2 separate regions of the Mus musculus genome follow, and region 2 is linked to region 1. Evidence: chromatin contacts called from public HiChIP or PLAC-seq data. All regions are on one chromosome and are shown on one strand. Each heading gives the region's core, a stretch centred on a gene start, on an enhancer-like site or on the middle of the called end of the contact. The rest is flanking DNA. Distances are from core to core; before and after follow the strand shown.

Region 1 (5,774 bases), core at 937-3,436:
CAAAGGGCCTTGTTCTGTGCTGCTTTCTGCTGCCAATTTGAAAACAGGCTTGGCAGCATACCTCCTGTTGGTGAGATGTGGGCTTCGTTTTTCACAGGCCATATGCAAGCCTTGCACACAACGGATGCTGCATTAATTAGACAATGGATGTGCTGTGTTAATGCACACAACAGATGCTGCATTAATGCATACAATGGACACTGCATTAAAGCCAGCACTGAACAACGGTAGTGAAGAGGCACAAACTAGTCACCTTGCTTCTAGAATCCTTGCTCTTCACTTGAAATGTCCTGTGCCAACCTATGTGCTGAGCGTCTGACCAGTGGATCACAATGGATCCCTCTCACATGTATAAATGGCCACTGATACTGTCAGTGACCCCCCGGCTCACCTCAAGTGGCAGAATCCCTCCCAGACCATACCATGTGGCCTTGGCAAGGTTATCACTCTCAGAGCTTGGAGCTGGACCCGACCGGACCCAACAGAGTTGAGAGCAGTCCAACAGCAGGGTGGGAAGTCCAGGGCTTTGGTACCGAGTCCACCTGGGAGTTAGGACCACAGGAGGAGTGGCCTTGGAGATACAGAGCACTAATATCCACACTCAAGAGTTCTGGCAAACCCAGAGAGAAGCCTGGAAGAAGTGGATACCCAGAAGTAATCCCAGACACTGATGAGTGAAAATAAAGTCCATAGACCAAAGTGGGGTCTGTAGAGGAGTGCCCGAAGCTGTCCTTGCCCAGGCTGGCAGTTAATATCCAGGAGAAAGCTCTTGCTCACCAGGGACGAGTCTGAATCCAGAGATGGAAGCTGGTTTTTGGCAGCCTCAAGGATGGCATCCCAGGGAGAAACTGGCAAGGACATCACTGCTTTGTCTTTGGATGTCATGGGGGCCAGGACTCAAAGGACACCGTCTGTCATCATCAAGGAGTCCTGTGGAGCACACAAGGTGAGGTGGCAGTGTCTGGGTGTTCAAGGAGAAACTAGCATTGGTAGCCTTCCCAAAGCCTTGATCAGCTGTAGATGAAAATGCACCCGCAAAAATTCTAGTTTCTACCCATTTCCTTCTGGTTCTGCAAACTTATGTCACTTGGTAGCAGGACTGTATGTGTGGGTATGTGCAGTCATGAGTGCACAAGATGGTGGTGTCCTCTACTGCTCTCATAGAGGATCACAATTCAGTTTCCAAAACCACAACTACTTGCAACTTTAACCTCAGGGAGAGCCCGTCTCTGGCGTCCACTCGTATCTGCACTGGAGTACACATACCCACCTTCACACCCATACACATAATTAAAATACAAACTAATTCATTAATATAATTAAAAATAATCTTTAGAATTAGAGGTTTAAGATCCATTATTCAAGAGATTTTTTTTTTTAGTCATCACTCAAATGAGTCTCTATAATCCAGTCGCTGGCTCAGCTCCACCTTTTATATCTCACCCTAAAGAAAACACGTTCAGTCCTCAGGGGCAGAGGGACTTTAGGATTGTGGGTGAAGGCCTAGCAAGCGGACCAAGCAGATCAGCTAACGGTGCCAAACCAGAGCTGCGTCAGAGGAGTGAGTGGGGTCTTAGGGCATTTGAGCAAGGACGGGTGCTTGGCTGTCCTGAATTGGGAACCACAGGTGGAGACGCTTTTGGTATACGCACCAAAAGATGTTTCCTACCAGGGGCTTTGGCGGTAGGACACAGAATCACCGAAGTGAAGGGGGCCGCCCAGGACTGATCGTCCTTTAGGTGTGCAAGGCGGGGAGGGTTGAAGGAAGGCTTGACCCGCAGAGGAAAGAGCATGGAGGAGCTCAGAAGACCGAGCGGCTCAGTGTTTCTCCTCAAAGCCAGTTGGCCCCGCCTCGCCCCGCCCCGCGCCAGGCGTCGTTGTCAAGGGAACTGGAAGGCAGCGGGACGAGGCAGTCCGTGCTAGAGCCGAGGGGAGGGTCTCATTCCCTGCCACCCGCAGCCAGGACCCACCCATCGTCGCGTGGGTTTCCGCGGTCTCCCACTTGCCTCAGCCGCTCCGCCCGCCCACTTGCCTTGTCCCCGTGCTGAGTACGGCCACCCACGGCGGCCTGGCGACTCGCCGCCTGCCTCTCTGCCTCAGGATTGGCTCCCGAGCGAATGGGCCGGTATCTGCCATCTCATGGGCTGCTGTGGCGTGTCAATAACAGAACGTCCGTCACCTTCCCGGGATGCTCTGCGCCGTGCGAGGATTACTTCCGGGGTGGGCCGGGCGCAGGGCTGTCGGCCGGTGAGGGGCGAGCCGCTGTCGCTGGAGGGTGGCCCGGGAACCTGAGGCCTTGCAAGGTAGGCCGGGCCGCGGCAGGGCCCTCTGAGAGGTGGGGCCCAAGGCGCCCTGAGTCTGCTCGGGTGGGCAGCCCTGGCGTTTGCCTGTCGCAGGGTTTGGGGACACGGGCCCGCCGCCGTGGTGCTAAACTAAGGGGTCACGCGAGGTGTCGGCCAGACTGCTGAGCCACACGGGAGCCTGCGGTCGTGCATAGTCGCCGGGACCGCTAGGGTCGGAACTGCGTCGTACATTTGGGCTGCAGGGGCTCCCTCGAGGCCTTCATGGATCTCTTGGAGGAATGACAGTTGCCTCCAGAATAGAATTTTTTTTAAAACTAAGATTTAAGAATTTTAAGAATAACTTATCAGGGCTGCAACTGAAATTCTGAGAGAGAGAGGTGCAGAAGACATAGAAACTTTTATTTTACTTGAATCGATTTTTTGGGGGTGTTGGTTTTTTGAGATTGTGGGCGTGTCTCACTGTGTAGACCAGGCTGGCCACAGACTCACTGAGATCTACCTCCCAGATGCTGAGATTAAAGGCCGGTGCCACTACGCTGGCGGGTTGGATGTTTTTAGTGTAAGCATCTAATGTTACCCAGGTTGTCCTTGAACTCAAAGGCGGTCCTATTGTCTCAGCCCCCCAAGAGCTGGAGTTGCAGGTGTGAGTTCTTCCAGGGTTCTGCTAATCCGCCTATGGTTTCCAGTTTGGGGAAGCACGTGTCCATTCTGTTGGTTCAGACTAGGTTAGGTGCTACTTGAGCGCAGGCCTTGCAGCAGGAGAAGCTGGTGTTTCCAGGATACAGGCCTTGTTTTCACCTTACCAGCCCACACACATCACTCATCGTGAGACTGGCAAACTGTTGTATGTTGTCCTTTTTATAACTTTTAAAAGTAAACTTATGTCCTTGCAAGTTGTGTATATATAGTGCTTATCACTGAGATAGATCCTCAACAATCTTTCTACTTTTTAAAAACATATTTGTTTTAATCTAAGTACACTGTAGTTGTCTGGTGATTGTGAGCCATGTGGTTGCTGGGATTTGAACTCAGGACCTTCAGAAGAGCAGTCAGTGCTCTTGACTGCTGAGCCATCTCTCCAGCCCATCTTTCTACTTTTAAAATATTTTAGTCTCACTAAGTTGCCCAGGCAGGCTTGGGATTTGACTCTTCTGCCTCGTCTGGAAGTTGTGCTGCCAGGCCCAGCTTTCACCAACACAGGATAATGCTAGAGTGTTTAAGGGCCTCGAGGGAATTAGTACCTTCTGGGTCATACTTCCTTCGGGCTTCCTTCTGGGTTCACCAGAACTCTTGAGTATGGATATTGTGGTGCTCTGTATCCTTGAGGCCACTCCTGTGGTGGTCTTGACCCCGAGATGGGACCCAGGTGGGTTCAGTGCCAAAGCCCGGGTCTTCCCACCCTGCTGTTCTACTCTTGACTCTGTTGGGTCAGGTTAGGGTCAGTTCCAACCTCAGCGTAATAACCTTGCCAGAGCACTGCGATATTGTCCCGGAAGGACTCAGCCACTTAAAGTGGCTTGGGATCACTGAGGTGGCCCCCACCAATGCTTAGTACCAGTGACCATTTATCTACGTATGTGGCACAGGCCTTTAATCTCAGCAAAGACAAGTGTATCTGTGCCATCAAGTTTAGTCTGGCCTACACATTGAGTTCTAAGTCATCCAGGGCTACACAGTGGGACCTTGTCTCAAAACAAAACAGTGGCCATTGCACAGGTAAGAGCAGAAAGTGAAACTGAGGCTCTACTCACTGTAAACTGCCGTTATCTCTTCTCCCTTCACCTCCGACCCCCACAGACTTTGCCTTGGTAGGGCTCGGACTCGTGGCTGAAGGCCTTATGCAGAGGGGCACCTGACCTCTCTCAGAACTCTTCCTGTCCTGTACTAGCTTCCTATTGCTCCCAGACTTAAGAATCTGTTAGAAGATAAATGGCTAGGCTTTGGTTTGAGTAGGATTACCCAGAAGAAAGGACTCCTAACCATACACCTGTCATCCTGTGTTCATCTGTTATACATAAAAGGGTTGCATAGCTGGATTCCTGCTCAAGTAACATCAGGATTGCATTCTGCAGTCTGCTAGGGTTTTCTTTTCCCCTGTCCTACTCGTCCTTTCTCTCCTCTTCCCCTCCCCCCCTTTCTTTTTTGAGACAAATTCTATGTTCCCAGCTGTTTTGTTGTTGTTTTACCTTGTTGTTTTCCTTTCTGAGAGAGGGTTTCACTCTTGTAGTCCTGGAACTCTCTCTAGACCAGGTTGGTCTCGAACTCACAATCCTGTCTCCATCTCCCCAAGTGCCATAATTAAGTCAGGCATCACTATATATAGCCTTCCATGTGATTTGTGGAGATGCAAATGCACTGCATTCCTGGTCTTTATGGTTTTTTTTTTAACCTTAACTTTTTTTTTCAAAGATTTATTTATTATATGTAAGTACATTTTAGCTGTGTTCAGAAGATGCCCCAGAAGAGGGCATCAGATCTCATTATGGATGGTTGTGAGCCACCATGTGGTTGCTGGGATTTGAACTCAGGACCTTCGGAAGAGCACTTGGTGCTCTTAACCGCTGAGCCATCTCTCCAGCCCCTAACATTTTTTTTTAAATTATGTATATGTGTGTTTCTGTATGGACATGTGCATGTGAGTGTATTGAATCCCCTGGCGGCAGCTGTGAGTTGTGTCATATGGATGCTGGAAATTGAACTCGGGTCCTCTGTAAGAGTTGTACACTCTCTTAACTGCTAAGCCATCTCTCCTGCCCTGGTTTGTTTTAGAAGACTTAAAATGATATGTATGCATGTATCTGGGGGCGGAGTGGGTCGTATGTTCACACATGAATGCAGATCTTCAAACTGGAGGGAGTGTTGGGTCCTCTGGCGCTGTAGTTATAGGAAGTTGTAAGCCACTGAACATAGGTGCAAGGAACTGAACTTGGGTCCTCTGTAAGAGCAATACAAACTCCTAACCCCTGAGCCATCTTTCTGGGCCTCACCCTTGCTTTTATTGAGAGAGGATCTCTGTGTAGGTATGCTGGCCTAAACTTGTTATGTCATCCAGGCTGACCTTAAATTCATGATCTTCCTGCCTCTCTTCCACTTTCCCAGTGCTGGGATTACAGAGGTATGCCACTACACCCAGCTTCTGTGCATCTGTAGCAGCAACCCTTTAGACATACATGTCCATTAATGGGGAACTAGGACCTGGAGAAGCTAGACACAGCTAAATTTTGCTGTACACCCAAATTCAGCAAATAGCGCTAAATAATCCAACTCGCACTGTTTTACTAGCAGTGGAAAGGTCATCTGGCTCCTGGAGAATCTGATGTAGAACCTGTGGTATGAAGCAGGTGCAGCATCACAGTTAATGGCTCCACAGATGTTCTCGTCTTCTGTCTGGCCTCAAACTGCCAGCAGCTGGGTGATGTTAGGAGGAAGTAAGTCACCCTTAGTGGCTTCATTTTCTTAGGAATCTGAGGT
Region 2 (5,774 bases), core at 1,082-3,581, 200 kb before region 1:
CACACCCACACCCACACACCCACACACCCACACACCCACACACCCACACACCCACACACCCACACCCACACACCCACACACCCACACCCATACACCCACACACCCACACCCACACACCCACACACCCACACCCACACACCCACACACCCACACACCCACACACCCACACCCATACACCCACACACCCACACACCCACACCCACACACCCACACACCCACACACCCACACACCCACACACCCACACACCCACACCCACACACCCACACACCCACACACCCACACACCCACACCCACACACCCACACACCCACACACCCACCCACCCACCCACCCACACACCCACACTCCCACACTCCCACACCCACACACCCACACCCACACACCCACACCCACACACCCACACACCCACACACCCACACACCCACACACCCACACCCACACACCCACTTGAAGCCATCGGGGATCCTTTGTCCTGTCACCAGACATTCTGGCCTGGCCCTCTTCCCAGTCCCGATGCAACACTGCCACCCAGTCACTTCCACCACCCAGCCACCTCCAGCCACCAAGCTGTGGCCCAAACTCGTAGACCCGCACCCCACTCCATGTCCCCCAGATGCGCATCTAGCTCTGGTTCCCAGACGCTGAGCCTGGGCTCCCTGGCTACTAGCCCTACCAGATCTCAAGGTTCTGGTGTCCCCACTCCACCCTAAGTGAATCCGTTCACACCCTGCACACCGGGACCCCAGCCCCGTGCCCACCTTCCGCAGCAGCCGCGGGGCATCCACTCGCAGCCTGCAGCTCCGCTCCACGGTGTGCACTGCCCCATCTGTGCTCCGCCACTCGCCCAGGACTTCACTCCCCAGAAAGACTGGGATAAGCGGGCAGGTGGGGAAGCGCTTCTCGTAGGCCTGTGGACAGAGAGCCGGTAAGGAGGAGGTTCCTTCCTGAGAGAGACTGTTCCTGGACAGAAGCACCCAGCACACACATCTTGGCCCCTTTTCAGAACAGTGAGACAAGACACCATCGAGACATTTTTAATTATTTTCATTTATTTATTTTGGTGGTATTGGGGATTGAACCCAAGCAAGCAAGCAAGCACCCTAACATCAAGCTACATCCTCAGACTGCTTTACTTTTTTATTTTGAGACAGGGTCTCCCTAAACTGACCAACTTGTCCTTGAACTCATTCTGCAGTCAAAAGCCACCTTGCAGCTTTCTCAGTGGTGGGAATGACAGCCTGGGTCATTAAGTCTAGTTCCTACCCTCAACACTAAAAGAAAAAAAAAATCTCAGAAAAAGACCTGAGTCCTGTTTTCCAACCTGGGCCAATCAGAGTGGGTCCCACAAAGAAGGGTTTCCTGAGGAAATAGGGGCTGTCCTGCCATATGCAAGGCACTAGTGGGAATACACCACCAACACTGAGGTGAGAATCCTTGGGGTGGTGGCTTCAAGAAGAGTGACCCTCAGGCAATCAGAGAACTCTAGAAATTCACATTAAGGACATGAGACCTCAGACGTGCACATTGAGAAGAAATGTTCCATATCTCATGCATGTATGTTTGTCCAGAAAATGTAATGAGAGTGTGGGTTCTCCAAACAAGCTCTGTGTTACCATCACCACATACAAAAGCCTACTGTTAATATGGATGCGAGGTAACTGCTGAACGTCAAATGAACTTACACAACTGCCCAGAGGGTTGGAGAGAAAGAGAGACAGAGACAGACAGGGAGACAGAGACCCTGATAAAATGCAACACCCCCTTCTGATTAAAGAAAATTGCCAATAAACTGTCAGCCACATAGGAAAAAACCCATAGGTAACCTCACACTCAGGAGTGAAAGACTTAATGCTTCACCCTCAGGTCAGAAATCAGACTCTGGTGTGAGTTCTCCTTGCTTCTATTTAAAACCACAGTTCAGGTTCTAGACTGAAAGGAAGTGAAACTATTTCTATTTATAGACTACATGGGCTTATATAAAGGGTCCCTGGGATCCCTTCCCCTCCCCCCCCCACACACAGGCACGCGCACGCACGTGCACACAAGAATATACTGAAATCTTTTTTTAAGAAGAAAGCAAGCGTGACCAGCTGTTAATGACACTGTCCATCAGGCCTGGTGACCTGAGTCTGATTCCCAAACCCTCCATGGAGGAATCTCACACGCACACATGCCACACCTACACACAACACATGGGGAAAGCTTAAATCAAAAATGAAAGAAAGGGGAAAAAAGGACTGAACACGGTTAGAACGAGCCAGCCATGGTCTCACACACACCAACAATCCCAGCACTCAGTAGGCAGAGCCAGGGGAAGGTACGAAAATTCAAGGTCTGCCTGTTTTCTTGCTTTCAGTTTGTACATTTATGTATTTGCCTGAGGAGAGGAGCATGTACCACAGCCCATGTGTGCAAGTCAGGAGACAACCTGCAGGAGGCTGGGTCTCTCCTCCCACCAAGTAGGTCCCAGGGACAAACTCGGGCCACCAAGCTTGTCAGCGGCCCCTTTCCCTGCTGAAATACCTTTCCAACCCTTTCCACTTTCCTTTCTTTTTCTCTTTTCTTTTTCCACAAAGCATTTTTATTGATTCTCTGGGCATCAGTAAAATTCTCTGGGAAAATCAAAAAATTCTCTGAGAATCATACCATGCACCTCAGAGGCCTGCCTGTCTTACACCGTGAGTTCCAGGCTACACATAACGTTTTGTCTCAGAGAAAAGGAAAAAGAAAGAGAAAAAGAAAAAGGAGGAAAAGGAAAAGAAGGGGTCGGAGAGATGGCTCAGTGGTTAGGTGCACTGGCTGCTCTTCCAGAGATCCTGAGTTCAATTCCCAGCACCCACGTGGCAGCTCACAACTGTCTGTAACTCCAGGATACCATCACCTCACACAGACATACATACAAGCAAAACACAAATGCCCATAAAATAAAAATAAGAATAAACAAAAACCAAAACCTTAAGTACATGCCCGAAAGTAGGAGTTAGCACTTAGAAAGGAGAGGCAGGGGGATGGCCTTCCTAGCAAATTCAAGGCTAGCCTTAGATATACGAGAGCCAGTTTCAGAAAGTAATTAATTAATTAATTGTGGATAAATACCTGATGCAAAAGGGATGTGAACATAAACATAGAAAAATAATTATAAGTATTTCTAGCAAGTATTTACAGCTTATGTGGAGAATTTGTGTATATTCGACATGCACTAATAACTGTACAAGTGTATACGTCTGTGTAGATATACATAGGATGCTCTACATATAAACACGTATATTTATCATAGTACATACGTGTCAATGGTTTGGGAGATGGAACCCATTGCCTTGTGAGTGCAAAGCAAGCTGTCAGCCTTGCTCTCAAAGGTTTTACTGGTTTTCCTTGTTTGTTTGTTTGTTTGTTTGTTTGTGGGAGAATCTCATGTGGCCCAGACTGGCTTTGAACTCACTGTGTATGGAGGATGACCTTAAACTTCTGATCTAGCTGCTAGGATGCTAGGTAGGCACCACCCGGCTAGTATGGTATATTATCAGTGTGTGTGTGTGTGTGTGTGTGTGTGTGTGTGTGTGTGTGTGTGTTTTCATCCCATGGCATGATTGTGTGAGTCATAATGTGATTCCCTCCTTACCCGGGTGCTAATTCTACCATGTATGAGCTGTGTGACTTCAGGCAGGGCACTTAGCCTCTCTGGGCCAGCTGCTGAAGCAGTGCTAGGTGCTAGGGAAGAGCAGTTAGAATCTCCTTATCTTGGTTTATCAGTGTCATCAGGTCCCACAACAAGGAGTCCTCTATCAGGGGTGCCCCTGAGGCTGCCGTCCCCAAAGCTACTGCAGGTCCTGGACTGGAGGTCCACCCCAGGGTAGTAGCTGAAGATAGCTCGAGCGGACCCCCAAGCGAATGATCAATTGTTCAGAGAAGGCAGCTCGGTGCCCAGTTTAGAGGCTCCCAATCAGACCTACGTGCCTCAGACCTGGGACTAGACAAACTCCAAAAATAGTGGCAACATCTGAGGCCAGTGGCATCCTCTCTGCTCCTTCAGCTCCAGGAAGGAGACACTGCCCTAGCCCTGAAGGAGAAGGGGTGTCAGGAAGCACAGAAAGCCAAGGAAGCCATTCCGCCACAGGAGTGTGGCGGGCAGACGTGGTCCTGCTGGGCTTCAGGCAAACATGCCGTCCCATGGGGACTATACGTGAGGTCTTATCTCCCTGGGCAAATGCATCCTCAGACTCCTGCCTTCTGGGATTGCTGTATATTCACCCTGGCAGGAACGGAGACATTCTAACCAGACACTTGAGGGGGAAAGCCCACGAGGTCTCAGCCCTCCACAAAGAAAGGCAGGCAGCTAAGGAAGGCTGAGAGCAGGAAAGATCATCTTCCCCAGGGCAGCGCACACCGATTGGTTATCCAGTACCAAATGGGCATCCCTGAGAACACACAAGTGACACAAGTGACACAAGTGACATTCTACAGACTGAGCAGGGTGTGCTTTATATTCAGGAATAATATGCATGTATGTATATGTATGTATGTATAAACAATTAATAAAAGAAGTCATGAATTTGAAATGGAACAAGGGAGGATTTGGAGGGAAGAAAGGGAAAGGGGAAATATAATTATATGATAATCTCAAAAATAAAATAAATTTTTTAAAAGAGACACTGTGCCTCTCCCTTTGGTTATTGAAACAATGGTCCTCGAGAAGTTAGAATTTTCCCAGAAGCCTCATGCTAGAAGAAGGGAAAGGCTGAGCCTAGTGCCAGTCAAAGGCGCAGCTTCTCTCACAGGAAGAGATGTCATACAGCTCTGACAAACTGCTAGGCCACTTTGCAGAAGAGACTAGAACCCAGACAGGGATGGGTCGGTGATGTGTGGAACCACACCTTGGTCAGGAGTGCTTAGCTACCCAGATCTCTCACCTTCTATTTAAATCCAAACCTCATATCAAGACATCAACGATGGACCTGGGTTGGGGAGGGGGGCAGTGATCACCAGTTCACTTTAATTGTTCTTTAGGAGAGCCCATAGTGAATAAATCTCCTTTCTCCACTTTTCACTATTACATTTCTGTTCAACTAGCTCGTTGAGGATGGATGGCTGAGCCTATCTTATTAGAGCCGTTGGATCCCAGACTCTGACTCTAACAGCCCCAAGTGACCAGAAGGACTGCTGAGGGAGACCCCTGAGAACTCCGTGTGTCGTTGTACCCCCAGGACAAGCATTCCCCCCTCTAAGCAGAGTGTCCTAGCAGAAGACACAAGAGCCTGCAGAGGCCCTGGGCAGCCACCCTCTCCCAGCTGGTCCAAGCAAGACCCTGCCTTTCCTTTCTCTAGGCCTGAAACAGCTTCATTGCTGAGTAGACAGGTGGTGTCTAGAGCCCAGTGACAGCCCTGGAAGATAGGACAAACTAGCTCCTTCTCAGGTGCCAAATGCAGGAGGGAGGGCAGAGCTGGCTTAGACGCCACCTCCCCTCTGGGTAGCTGCTATAGAGCACAATCCCCTGAGCAAAGCAGGCACCATGTTCATCCGCTCGGCTGCACCTGCTCACAAGAATTGTCACCATCCATCAGGCTGACGGGCTCTTGACATTCTCCCATGGAACATAGGGGAAAGAATCATTGGACCCTTACCCGAGAATCCAGTCACTCCTCTGTCACTTGTATGCTATTCTGTTCTAAGTGCATGTGGCCTTGATGGTCTCGGGTGACTCTGAAGAATATGGTGTGTATAGCTTAACTGAAAGAATCACTCCATCTATGCAGCTATGGGGAAGCTTTTCATCCTTG

The links. HiChIP or PLAC-seq counts read pairs in DNA pulled down with a chosen protein or histone mark.
Region 2: an H3K4me3 HiChIP or PLAC-seq map of pro-B cells shows a contact between it and region 1, with 2.3 times the contacts expected there. The contact joins the enhancer-like site here to the promoter of Anks3 in region 1. A contact is called at or near these places in 4 of 39 promoter capture datasets (the C10 cell line, HPC-7-derived erythroid cells and liver), 6 of 484 Hi-C or Micro-C datasets (the 3T3-L1 cell line, bone marrow-derived macrophages, embryonic fibroblasts and 2 more), 11 of 115 datasets of contacts at active chromatin or transcription factors (the NIH/3T3 cell line, bone marrow-derived macrophages, cardiomyocytes and 7 more) and 3 of 9 other capture datasets (adipose tissue, liver and pancreatic islet).

What each region holds. Positions count from the first base shown.
Region 1 is chr16:4,960,649-4,966,422 of GRCm38.p6, reverse strand. It overlaps Anks3 (ankyrin repeat and sterile alpha motif domain containing 3), which reads left to right and starts at 2,186. Exons shown (of 17, transcript NM_028301.4): 1 at 2,186-2,303. It also overlaps 4930451G09Rik.
Region 2 is chr16:5,160,723-5,166,496 of GRCm38.p6, reverse strand. It overlaps Sec14l5 (SEC14-like lipid binding 5), which reads right to left. Exons shown (of 16, transcript NM_001127725.1): 3 at 759-908. Among named protein-coding and RNA genes, the nearest start is that of Sec14l5, 17 kb to the right of the region's middle. Within about 2 kb of position 2,331, at least 11 of the 459 cell types and tissues checked have an H3K27ac peak or open chromatin away from gene starts, as enhancers often do. A contact at or near this core is called in pro-B cells, where this site is marked.